Linked DNA regions of Mus musculus: regions 2 and 3 are each linked to region 1. A link is a contact called in public Hi-C and HiChIP or PLAC-seq data. All regions are on one chromosome and are shown on one strand. Each heading gives the region's core, a stretch centred on a gene start, on an enhancer-like site or on the middle of the called end of the contact. The rest is flanking DNA. Distances are from core to core; before and after follow the strand shown.

Evidence for each region. Hi-C and Micro-C count contacts between places; a contact is called where the count stands out from the background. HiChIP or PLAC-seq counts read pairs in DNA pulled down with a chosen protein or histone mark.
Region 2: a contact with region 1 is called in a Hi-C map of cortical neurons, with 2.5 times the contacts expected there. The contact joins the promoter of 4930520O04Rik here to the promoter of Clasp2 in region 1. A contact is called at or near these places in 1 of 39 promoter capture datasets (the 3T3-L1 cell line), 1 of 484 Hi-C or Micro-C datasets (cortical neurons) and 2 of 115 datasets of contacts at active chromatin or transcription factors (embryonic forebrain and stem cell-derived neural progenitor cells).
Region 3: a contact with region 1 is called in an H3K27ac HiChIP or PLAC-seq map of regulatory T cell precursor, with 6 times the contacts expected there. The contact joins the promoter of Cmtm6 here to the promoter of Clasp2 in region 1.

What each region holds. Positions count from the first base shown.
Region 1 is chr9:113,739,834-113,743,152 of GRCm38.p6, forward strand. It overlaps Clasp2 (CLIP associating protein 2), which reads left to right and starts at 1,640. Exons shown (of 40, transcript NM_001114347.1): 1 at 1,640-2,042. The coding sequence starts at 1,848.
Region 2 is chr9:114,366,703-114,370,363 of GRCm38.p6, forward strand. 4930520O04Rik (RIKEN cDNA 4930520O04 gene) reads left to right here and starts at 1,622. Exons shown (of 3, transcript NR_040383.1): 1 at 1,622-1,782; 2 at 2,287-2,361.
Region 3 is chr9:114,729,411-114,733,068 of GRCm38.p6, forward strand. It overlaps Cmtm6 (CKLF-like MARVEL transmembrane domain containing 6), which reads left to right and starts at 1,793. Exons shown (of 4, transcript NM_026036.3): 1 at 1,793-1,963. The coding sequence starts at 1,826.

The sequences.
Region 1 (3,319 bases), core at 390-2,889:
GTGTTTTGAAAGAAGATCTCAGTAGCCTAGGCTGGTCTTGAACTCCTGACCCTCCTGCTGCCCATGTGCTAGGATTACTGGGGTGCTCCACCAAGAGAAAGACAGTTCCTAAATGGCAACATTCAAAGCAACACCTGTGTTATTTAAGGGATGATATTTTAAAAATTCAAAATACTTTAAAAACATTTATTTGTATGTGTACTTTTAATGTGTTATGGGTATTTTATGTACTTGTACCATGGGCATTGCCTGGCGCCTTTAGAAGTCAAAAAGGGCATCGGATCCTCTGGAACTGTAGCTAGATGGTTGTGAGCTGCCATGTGGATCCTGGGAATCGAATCTAAGTCATCTGCAAGAGATCTGATGATGCCTCTGCCTCCAAGGGCACCCAAACTCAGGTGCTTATGCCAACCATTATGGAAAACTGCAAACAACCCAGAGGCCTATTGCTATATGGACGGATGGATCAACAAGTCAGAGTATAACGGGGAAGGATTAAGTATAAAAAGGTAGAGACTTTTAAGATACGTACTTCATGGAATGAAATACCAACATTTTGCTATGAGAAGTTAGACCCAAAGATTACAGCAGCAGATTGAGCCCTAGGGATATTGGGATCAGGGTTAAAGAAACTGGGAGAGGGGGAGGAAAGGAAAAAGAACACAGTGTGGAGTTACATAACTTTAAAAAATGGAAAATTACCCTACCATGTTAGAAATAAGTTTAGAATGCAAGAGACTGAGTTCCCGACTCGTCCAAGTGTCACAGCTAAACCTGTTCTCTACAACACTGGGCTGGAGAGATGGCTCAGCAGTTAAGAGGGTTTGCTGCTTTTGCAGAGAACCCAGGTTCAGTTCCCAGCATTCACATCAGGTGGCTTACAACTGCCACTTAACTCCATCCAGATCTGACTTCCTGGAACTTTTGGTTTCTGCAAGCGGGCACACTCAGGTGCACACACGTACACATGAAATAAAAAGAAATCTTATAAGTTAACGGCCCCAGCCATCCCCAAACAAAACTCGAGTTCTGTGGCTCAGGCTTGGGAGGCAGGGGTAGGGCCAGAAATGTAAGACCATACTGTAGGGTGAGTTCGAGGACATCCTGTGCTGCCTTTAGTCTCTGTCCAAACAAAAATCAAATTAAAGTCGCCCAGGGCAGAGGTGGTTAGTGGGTAACGGCGGTCTGGGGGCTTCCCGAAGTGAGGGTGGGAGGTGAAAGTGCGTCAAGAGAAAATGTGGATCCATTTGCAAAACCTCGGTATCAACTGGAAACAGAAAGTCCTCCAGGGCGACTGTGGGGGTGGCAGCAGGAAGGGACAGCCAGGCCTGTGCCGAGGAAGAACGCGACCCGTGTATTCCGGTTTTAAGAGACGGCAGGGGCGGGGCAGGGAGAGAAGTACCAAAAAGTTTTGAGTCTTGATGATGGCGGCGGAGCGAATCGCCGGAGATGCCGGAATTCCCACACTGGCCTTCCAGGGTCGCCCACGCGAGGCGACCCACACGGCCCCGACAGCCCAAGGCTCGGGCCATCAGTAGCGCCACAGGCCGCAGCCCACAGGGGCTCGGGCGCGCCGGGAGGCCGGGCTGGAGGCCGGGCGCGTCGCTCTGACGTCACGCGCGCGCTGACGTCGCCGGCAGCCGCAGCCTCTGAAGCGGGGCTGGGACCGGGGGGCGCCGAGTTTGATTAGTTTAGGGGGGCCGTCCCCCGCCGGCCGCCGCACCCCAGGCAGCGGCGTCTCTGCGTGTCGGCGCGTCCCGGAGGCTTCACCGCCGCGCCTCGGCGGTGCTGCGAGGAAAGTTGGCGTGTAAGGGGCGACGGGCGTGTGAGGGGTGGCGGGCGCGGCCATGGAGCCCCGCGGCGCCGAGTACTTCTGCGCCCAAGTGCTGCAGAAGGACGTGAGCGGCCGGCTGCAGGCGGGCGAGGAGCTGCTGCTCTGCCTCGGCACGCCCGGAGCCATCCCGGACCTGGAGGACGATCCGAGCCGCCTGGCTAAGACCGTGGACGCGCTCACCCGCTGGGTGGGCTCGAGCAACTACCGGGTGAGCGGCGGTGCGAACGGGCGCGCGGCCGGGGCGGGCGGGCGCGCTGCCGCCGGGGTCCGGGGACGCGCTGGCATCGCCCCCCAGGGCTTGGGGTACGGCCCCAGGCGGCGGTTCGGTGACACGTTGCTGTGTTGCTTGGCGCTTTACAAAGTGGTAACTTGCGGCCCAAGGCTTTAAGACTTTGTAACGTTTGTCTACGCCCGATGGCAACGCCTGCGCTGAGATGGGGCGTTTGAGTACGGCGTGAAGTTGGACCGTCAAGTTCATCTCTTGCTGTTATACTTAATCTCCAGTTTCTTTTCTCTCTACCCTCTCTTCATCCCTCTCCGCCTCTCTTCCTTTTTTTTTCTTTTTTGCTTCTCTCTTCCTCCCTCTCTTTCCTCTGTCGTTCCCTCCCCGTCTCCCTCCTCTCTTTTCCTCTCCCCTCTCCCTTTCTCCCTCTTTTCTTTCGTAGTCTTTACGTGAAGGTTGAGATCACCCAAAAGCACCGTTAGCGCGTATTCAGGTCCTTCGCACGGAAGGACTGCTCATCTCATGGCATTTATTCACATTTCCCTTAATTGACAGCAGAAAGCCGTTGACCACTCATCAGTTCTCTTGTTTTCCCGCAGTTGGGACGAACTTAGATTTGAAACACTATGGTTTAGTTGATGCTGCAAACGAAGCGGGAATGGGGAGGAGTGCGGTAAGGTACGAGGAGGAATGGGTGTCCGGTCAGCATCAGGGAGTTGTTATGTAGCCACCGATGGAGAAAAGTGAATATTCTGTAATTAGTTGGAGTTGTTAGTGGTTACTTTTCTTTTTAGTCTTCTGGTGGCAGTATTGCTTTAAAATGCAGGCGGGAGCTCCCGTGGATGGAACGATTCTTAGTGATGTATCCAGCAAATAGGCTGTACTTTGAAAGCTTCTATCTATAGAGACAAGAAAAGCAGTTTTAATGATGAGATCTTTATGGAATTGTTGGAAGGTTAGACTTAGCAAGATTTAAAATAAAGTTTTCCTAGCACATATTATCAAATGTACATAATGGGTTTCACTGGCATCTTCATGCATGCATCTGTGTAATGTACGTTGTTCACTTTCACCGCTATTTCCCACTCTTGCTATTTCCATATAGTTCCTCTCTACCTTTGTATCTTTTTTTTTTTTGATTAAATGAATCAGTAAGCTTAAGGTTATTTAAAGGAGTATGGGTGAAGGGTTCAATAAAGGAACATGGGCATCTTATTAGTGACTGCATCACTGAAGAAAATATTTCCCCTATAATGTTTAAG
Region 2 (3,661 bases), core at 372-2,871, 630 kb after region 1:
CCTCAGGTTGTAGGGCTCCTCCAACCATAAAATTATCTTCACTGCTAATTCATAATTTCCTAGTTATACGTCATAATGTAAATATTTTTGTAGCTATAGGTTTGTCAATGGCGTCTCCACTCACAGGTTGAGAACCACTGATCTGAATTCTCTTGTTATTGTGATGAAAGCTAACACGTAAGATCAAAAATACATACTAGAAATCATTTTGAAGAAAGCATTCATCTAATGACCTTAAAAAGCTAATACTGTGGCTATGGAGATGGCTCAACAAAGCGTTGGCTTTGCAAGCCCAGGGACTCCAGATTGATTCCCATAGCCACATAAAGATGATGTTAAATGTGGCTGGCCCATGCTTATAATTTCTGAGCTGGAAGGCAGAAACAGAAAGATCTCCTAGACTTGTGCTCAGCCAGTCTAGCCTGATTCCTGAGCTCCAGATCAGTAAGAGGCCCTATCTCAAAGGGAATAAATGGTGCTCCTGAGGATAACACCTAAGGCCTTCAGCCTCTGCATGCACGTGTGTACCTGAGCACATAGATGTAAAGAGAACCAAATTAAGACCACAGGCTTGAAATGTAGCCCAGAGGCACAGTCCTTAACCAGATTCTGTGACAAGCTTTTACCATATGTCATTCTATTCCCTACCTTCTATCTATGGCAAACCTTATGTGATGTTCTTACCCAAACGGCTTTTATTCACTTACTATCATTACTACTGCATGTGTGCATGATGTGTGTGTTGACCTGCATGCCACGGTGCACATATGGTGATCAGAGGACAGCTCTGTGGAGTGTATTCTCCCTTCCATCTCTACATGCGTTTCAGGGATTGAACTGAGTTCGCCTCATTTTCATGGCAAGCACCCTTATCCAGTGAGTCATCTCACTAGCCCTGTTTGCAGTAATTCTGAAATTCTGTCTGGTCAGAGTTGATGGAAGTTTCTTACTGATTGCTTCGGGAAGGTCAAAGACTTTGGTGTGGGGCTGGTAAGATGGCTCAGCGGGTAAGAGCACTGACTGCTCTCCCAAAGGTCCTGAATTCAAATCCCAGCACAAAATAAATCAATCTTGCCGTAAAATAAATAAAGGCCAATTGGTGGCTTTTGACCTGCTGCCTCCTCTGTGAAGCAGAATGACTTCTGAGGATACTGACAGTATAATTGTCCCCAAAGTCTGGTAGTGGGATGGGTGGGGCTGGGTTGGAGGTTGGACCTGGCTGGGCGCCCAAGCAGGCATTGGATAGGGAGCACCGGACAGCGTGGCTCTCTGCAGACCAGCGGCGTCCCCAGAGTGCACGAAGGATAAACGCGTGGCTTTTCCGTTTCACCGGTGTAGTTCTGTCCTCCAAGGTCCCTTCGGCAGAGCGGCTGCCACCCGGGTTAGACTTGGGGTGAGGTCAAGGCCACTCCAGGCCGCCAACCGTCTCGAAGCAGGTGGTACAACGCCTCCAACTGCGGCAGTTCCTTTGAATTTTGACGCCACTCCCACTCCACGTAGGGCTAAGCTGCCTGCCAGACTCGGAAGAAACCGGTGGCGGCGAGCCAGCGGGAGCGCGCGCAGCAACGGACAGGAACGCGGCAGGCGGGCGGCGCGCACCTCCCCCGGAAAGGCCGGGAAGAAAAGACCCACAGCTTTTCCACGCGGTGCTTCAGGAACGGCCGCGCCCCCACGTGCTCTCGGGTGCAATCCGTAACAGAAGGAAGGAAGGACAGCCTCGCTCTGACTGCACCCTAAACTATAAAGGGACCTGCGCGGAAAGCTGAGGGTTCTCTTTGCGCTGTAGGTTACTCTTTTAGGCGACCTGGTGACCAAGCAAAATGTGGGGTTACAGAGTAAATTTAGATGCTCCGGTTCTGCGGAGCAGCCCTCCGCACTTGAGCTTAGGGTACCGGTGTAAACTACCTGGGAGAAGTGCGCAGCAGCAAAAGAGATTTCAGGATTGGAGCCTAGGCCCTGGGGAGATTGGGACTGGGCAGCTTGGCTGAAGGCTGCGTGCGTTCTGGTTCCTCAGTCCCAGTTTGGGTGGGTTCTTACACAGCGGGGTTTGCAGAAAAATATGCAAGGCCTTTTGTGCTGTTTGGAAGGTACTGGTGACACCTAAGTGACATCGGATTATATGCACATGAACCCTTTCACAGGGACCATGGCGTCATCATTCTTAACATCATCAAAGCAGTTGCAAAAAGATACCAAGGTAAGGGAGATACAGCTTAGTTTCCTAATTGAAGTATTAGAGCAATAGGAAGTGGTGTGTGATGCTTAAAATGTGTTTCTTTTCATTAGATGAAGGGGTGCCCAAAGCATCCGAGAGAACTCGTCACAGAAAATAACTTGATTAAAACCTGACTCTTTTAAAAGGTATGTATGAAATCTAGATTGACATTTTTGCCAGCATACATTTTTACTGTTGTGAGATGAGAATCAGCTTCCCGGAAATGTGTTCTGAAATAGTCCTGGCCAAACACTGCAGCTTCTCCTACTCTGGCCTTTTTAATTTGGAGTAGCTGTAGTGAATGCATGGTGTATAAGTTGATTGTACAAACAGTTGTGAGACATACCGGGTCTGAACAGTGATGAACTATATCCCGAAGATGATGACCTGAAGACAGATACAGCTTCTGAGAGAAGACCATCGTGTTTAAGTGAAGTAGTAGTCTTGTTTGTCATGTTTCCCAAGGGCTTTTGTTTGTTTGGGGGATAATCTCTCCTGCTGCGCAAACTGGCCTCGAACTCATTAGGCAGCTGAGGAAGTCCTTGAACTGCAGACACCCCAGCCTGCCCCTCTCACGTTCCGGGGTTCCACCATGTCTGGCTCTCTCTAGCCTTTCTTTTTAATTCCTCTGGTCTGATCAGCCATAGCCACAAGACACTCCCTCTGTAGGGCACTGAGTGAATAGCTGTTACCAAGCAAATATCTGTTCCAGGCCATCTCTGTACTGACCATATTTGTTCAGAGGTTCATTGAGCCACTGGTTATTTCTGGCATGTCTGCATGTCTTTTTTTTTTTAATGACTATTTTTAAAGGCTGTGTAAGGAGGGCAAAGAGAACCTAGGCATAGGTTTTCCAAAAACGTGACAAGGATGGAGGGTGGTGGCGGCAGGAGAACCCTGGAGCGCTGGGTGCTTCTGGACATCAGCTCCTGACCACCTCTCCAGCAGCACTGCAGAAGTGTACACAAGGTGGCTCCTGAAGCTGAGGGTGGGGTTCTGGGGGGGGGGGAGAGAAGGAGGGTCAGAGATGCCAGCAGCATATCCTCCAGGCTAAGTAAGCCAGGGTGTTAGTTACCTGGTCTTCTGTGCTTCTCTGTGTATGCATGTATATTTGTTCGTGGATGGAGACCTGTGTGCATGGGGACCAGAGGACAAGTTAGGGCGACATTCCTCATGTGCTACCTACCGTTTGAAAAAAAAATTGTGTATGAGTGTCTTAGTTAGGGTTTTACTGCTGTGAACAGACACCGTGACCAAGGCAACTCTTGTAAGAACAACATTTAATTGGGCCTGGCTTACAGGCTCGGAGGTTCAGTCCACTATCACCAAGGTGGGAACATGGTAGCATCCAGGCAGGCATGGTGCAGGAGGAGCCGAGAGTTCTCCATCTTCATCTGAAGGCTGCTAGCAGAAGACTGGCTTCCAGGCAGCTAGAATGAGGACCAG
Region 3 (3,658 bases), core at 543-3,042, 990 kb after region 1:
TCCAGCCCCATAAATATAATTTTAAAATCTAGGACCTACATATGAGACAGACCATATGGCCTTTGTCTTTTGAATGTGCCTTATTTCCCTTCACAGTAATACTCTGTTGTATTCATTTTCCTACAGATGTCATGGTTTCACAAAACAAGAACAATAAACTTGAGTAAAATTCCACTAAATGTTCTGCATTTCTTTTGTCCACTCATCTGTTGGCATGGTCAGTATGTTCATGTCATATATCAATATCTGACACTCTGATTAATCTTTTTGTTAATTGTCCTTTGAAATTTTCATTAATCTGCTAACTGTCCTGCCAGAAAGGATTTTCTGTCTCTGGTTGGCACGGGGCAGTAAACTTAATATCCAGATCTGGTTTTCAGTTGTACTGTAAACATCCAATGATACTGAAAAACAAGAACAGGGAAGACAGCTTAGCTGGTAAAGTGCTGGCTGCCATTGGTGATGTGAGTTCGATTCCTAGAACCCATATAAAAAGACCAATGTAGCCTGTGCTTGTAACGGCGGAGCTGGCAAGGCGGGACGCTGATCTCTGGGTCTTCTTAGCCTTTTAGCCTCACCTATCTAGTAAGCTAGGTTCAGTGAGACACACTGCCCTAAAACAGGGTAGATGGTGCCTGAGGAACATACTCAAGGTTGACTTCTGACCTCCACACTTGCACCCGCGCGAGCCTGCACCTTCATACGCGGGTGCACCCCTCCCGCCCATGAGAAGATGACTATCTGAAAGATGGAAGATAGTGAGACGTGAGAAATAAGTCAAATCTCTGTGGGAGGAGCATGGAGGGGTGCAGCTCAACGGGGGGGGGGGCGGGGGGGCGGGGCGGGGGGAGACGGGGACGGGCGCGGGGGAGGAGGGCGGTTAGCATACAGAAGGACCTCAATGTGATCTCTGGCAGTTTTAAAAAAACAAAACAGGCTGAGGGGAGGAGGAGCACGTGCCTGTAATCTCAGCACTTCAGAGACAGAGGCAGGAGGATTGTCACTAGTTGCAGACTAGTGCTGGCTATGTACATAGTTCTAGGCTAGTCTGGGCACGTGAAACCTTGGTTTTATTTCTTTTATTTTTAAATCAGACCGAAACGAAACTAAAAGACACAGATCAAGTCAGGGCGGAGAGGTGGCTCAGTAGGTAAAGGCGCCAGTTACTAAGCCTGAAAATGAATTCAATTCTCAGGAAGAAATGACTCAGAATAGTTTTCTGACCTCAGCACAACGCTCCTTCTTAGATAGGTGGATGGACGGATGGATAGATAGATCGATAGATAGATAGATTAAAAATATAGATAAAATAGATAGATTAATCAAAGTGTAATTTAAAAAATCCAAAAAACAAAAAAGCTGAAGTCCATCGAAAGCATGAAACTGTCAAGAGTTAGCCGGGCAGTGGTGGCGCAACGCCTTTAATCCCAGCACTTGGGAGGCAGAGGCAGGCAGATTTCTGAGTTCGAGGCCAGCCTGGTCTACAGAGTGAGTTCCAGGATAGCCAGGGCTACACGGAGAAACCCTGTCTCGAAAAACCAAAAATAAATAAATAAATAAAATAAAAACCCAAAAAAAGAAAGAAACTGTCGAGAGTTAACCAGAGAGCAGGAAAGGCAGAGGGGTGTGGCGAACAAGAGGCGCGGCAAACCATGGGGGCGTGGCAAAGGGAGAGAAATTCTATGGGCTGGAGCTCAGCAAGCGAGGGGGCGTGACGAGGCGTGAGGAGGGCGGAGTTGACCGGAAGCGTGGGCGGAGTCCCAGGAAGTGACGCCCCCTACCGCTCGGCCGAGAGTTTAGCTGGGTGAGCGAGTGTTTGCGGGCGATGGAGAACGGAGCGGTCTACAGTCCCACCACCGAGGCGGCCCCGGGCACTGGCAGGGGTGCGCGCAGCGGCCTGGCCGCCTACTTCGTCCTGGGCAGGCTCCCTTGGCATCGGCGCATCCTCAAAGGCTTGCAGCTGGTGAGCCTACGGCGGCGGCCGGGACCTGTGGGCTGAGGGCTGGGGTGGATGCCTCGAGGCTGCCGCTCGCTCGGCCTCCTCGTTCGGGAAGCAGCCGTTTCCACACCCCAGTTCCTTCCCTTCCTACCCGGGAAGGAGGCGTTGCCGTCCACCGCCTACCCGTGGCCCGGCCTCAGCCTCTTAAACCCTTTTTCCCTTCTCTCAGCTAGAATTCTTTCATTATCGCCCAGAATGCTTGTGTTTCAGACAACGTAGTGCTTTCTGTTTATCTTTTCTGGCTTTTGCGGTTTTCCGGGTGCTGGCCCATTAGGGCAATATAACATGTCGGATAGTTTGTGTATGTGTTTAACTTGCACAGTGAGTTTGATCAAGGCAGAGAGAGTCGAAAGGGCATCTTTCTGCTTCATGTGTGCGGGTGAGAGAACCTGAACCTGCTTCTCTTTATTTCCGCCTAGGCGTGAAACTGTAGTCATCTTTGCTATTTAAATTATGATACTCCTGCTGTGTCTCAGCTGCCAATGGGTATTAAGGTTTTTCAAGAAGACACTTTTCGGAAAACCAAATTGTTTAGAATGTTTATGGGTTTTGTTTAGTTTTGTGAGCCATTTATGCTAAAAGTGGCCCACTGCCTTTCTTGGGAAGATTTAAAATTCTCAAAACGCCGATAATCAGAACTTACATTCTTGGAACTCAGTTGACCTACTTTCCTGAAGTAGAAAGCCAGCAGTTAGAAAACTGGCGCTGCTTTTAGGTGCCAGCTTGGGGATGAGAGGAAATCATTCAGAGACAAGTGATAAGTAGATCTGGTCTTGTGTAACCCCCTACATCCTCCTAAGATGTCTGCAGTGGACACCTTTAGGTTCCGCAGGCACCTGGGTTCCCCGTCTTTGCGCATTTGCAGAACCTGTTCCTTTAACCCAGATGGGTGTGGTTTTGCCCCCACCCTTCCACCTCCTTCTTTTCCTTCTCCCTCTCTCCCCTTGTTCCTCTCTTCCTCCCCCTCTCCTTTCCATTCCTTCTCTTCCACTCTTTTTTCACAGGGTCTCAAGTCTCATGTAGTCCAGTTAACTTTAGACTCACTAATGTAGAGGATGACCTTTGAACTCCTGATACTGCTGTCTCCACAGTGCTGGGATTACAGGTGTGCTCCACCGTGCGGTCTATGTGGTGCGGAGAATTGAACCCAGGGCCTTGTGCATGCGAGGCAAGTGCTCTGCCTACTGTGCTATAGCAACAGCTCCAGATTGTGTCTCTTTTGCGCTTCTCTTTTGCCCTTCTCTGCAGTAAACACATGTGTCTAATGGAACCTTTTGAACAGAGAAATTTCTGTTTGCTCCAAGGAAGTCATCTCTATTGGTCTTCTGCATGGGTGTGCAGAACAAAATCTCTTATTTTTAGTTGCTTTTATTTCTTTTTCTAATAAGAAATGCTAAAGCCGGAGTAAAAAATTCTCATTATTATAGTTCAGCAGGCCTTAGCTCTGTGTCTTCAGAATAGGACACAACCCGAAGTTTTGCTGGTGTTTTGCAGTTGAACCATAGAGATGAGTTTGCCTTGAAAAGGTCGTTAGCTGCTCTGTGTGTATTTGCCATCATGGGAATAGAGCAAAGCACTCTGTGAAATCCGTTTGTTATGGGGAACTTGTAATGCTAAAGCATGCTTTCTTTAAATACTTTACTCCCTATACACCCCACC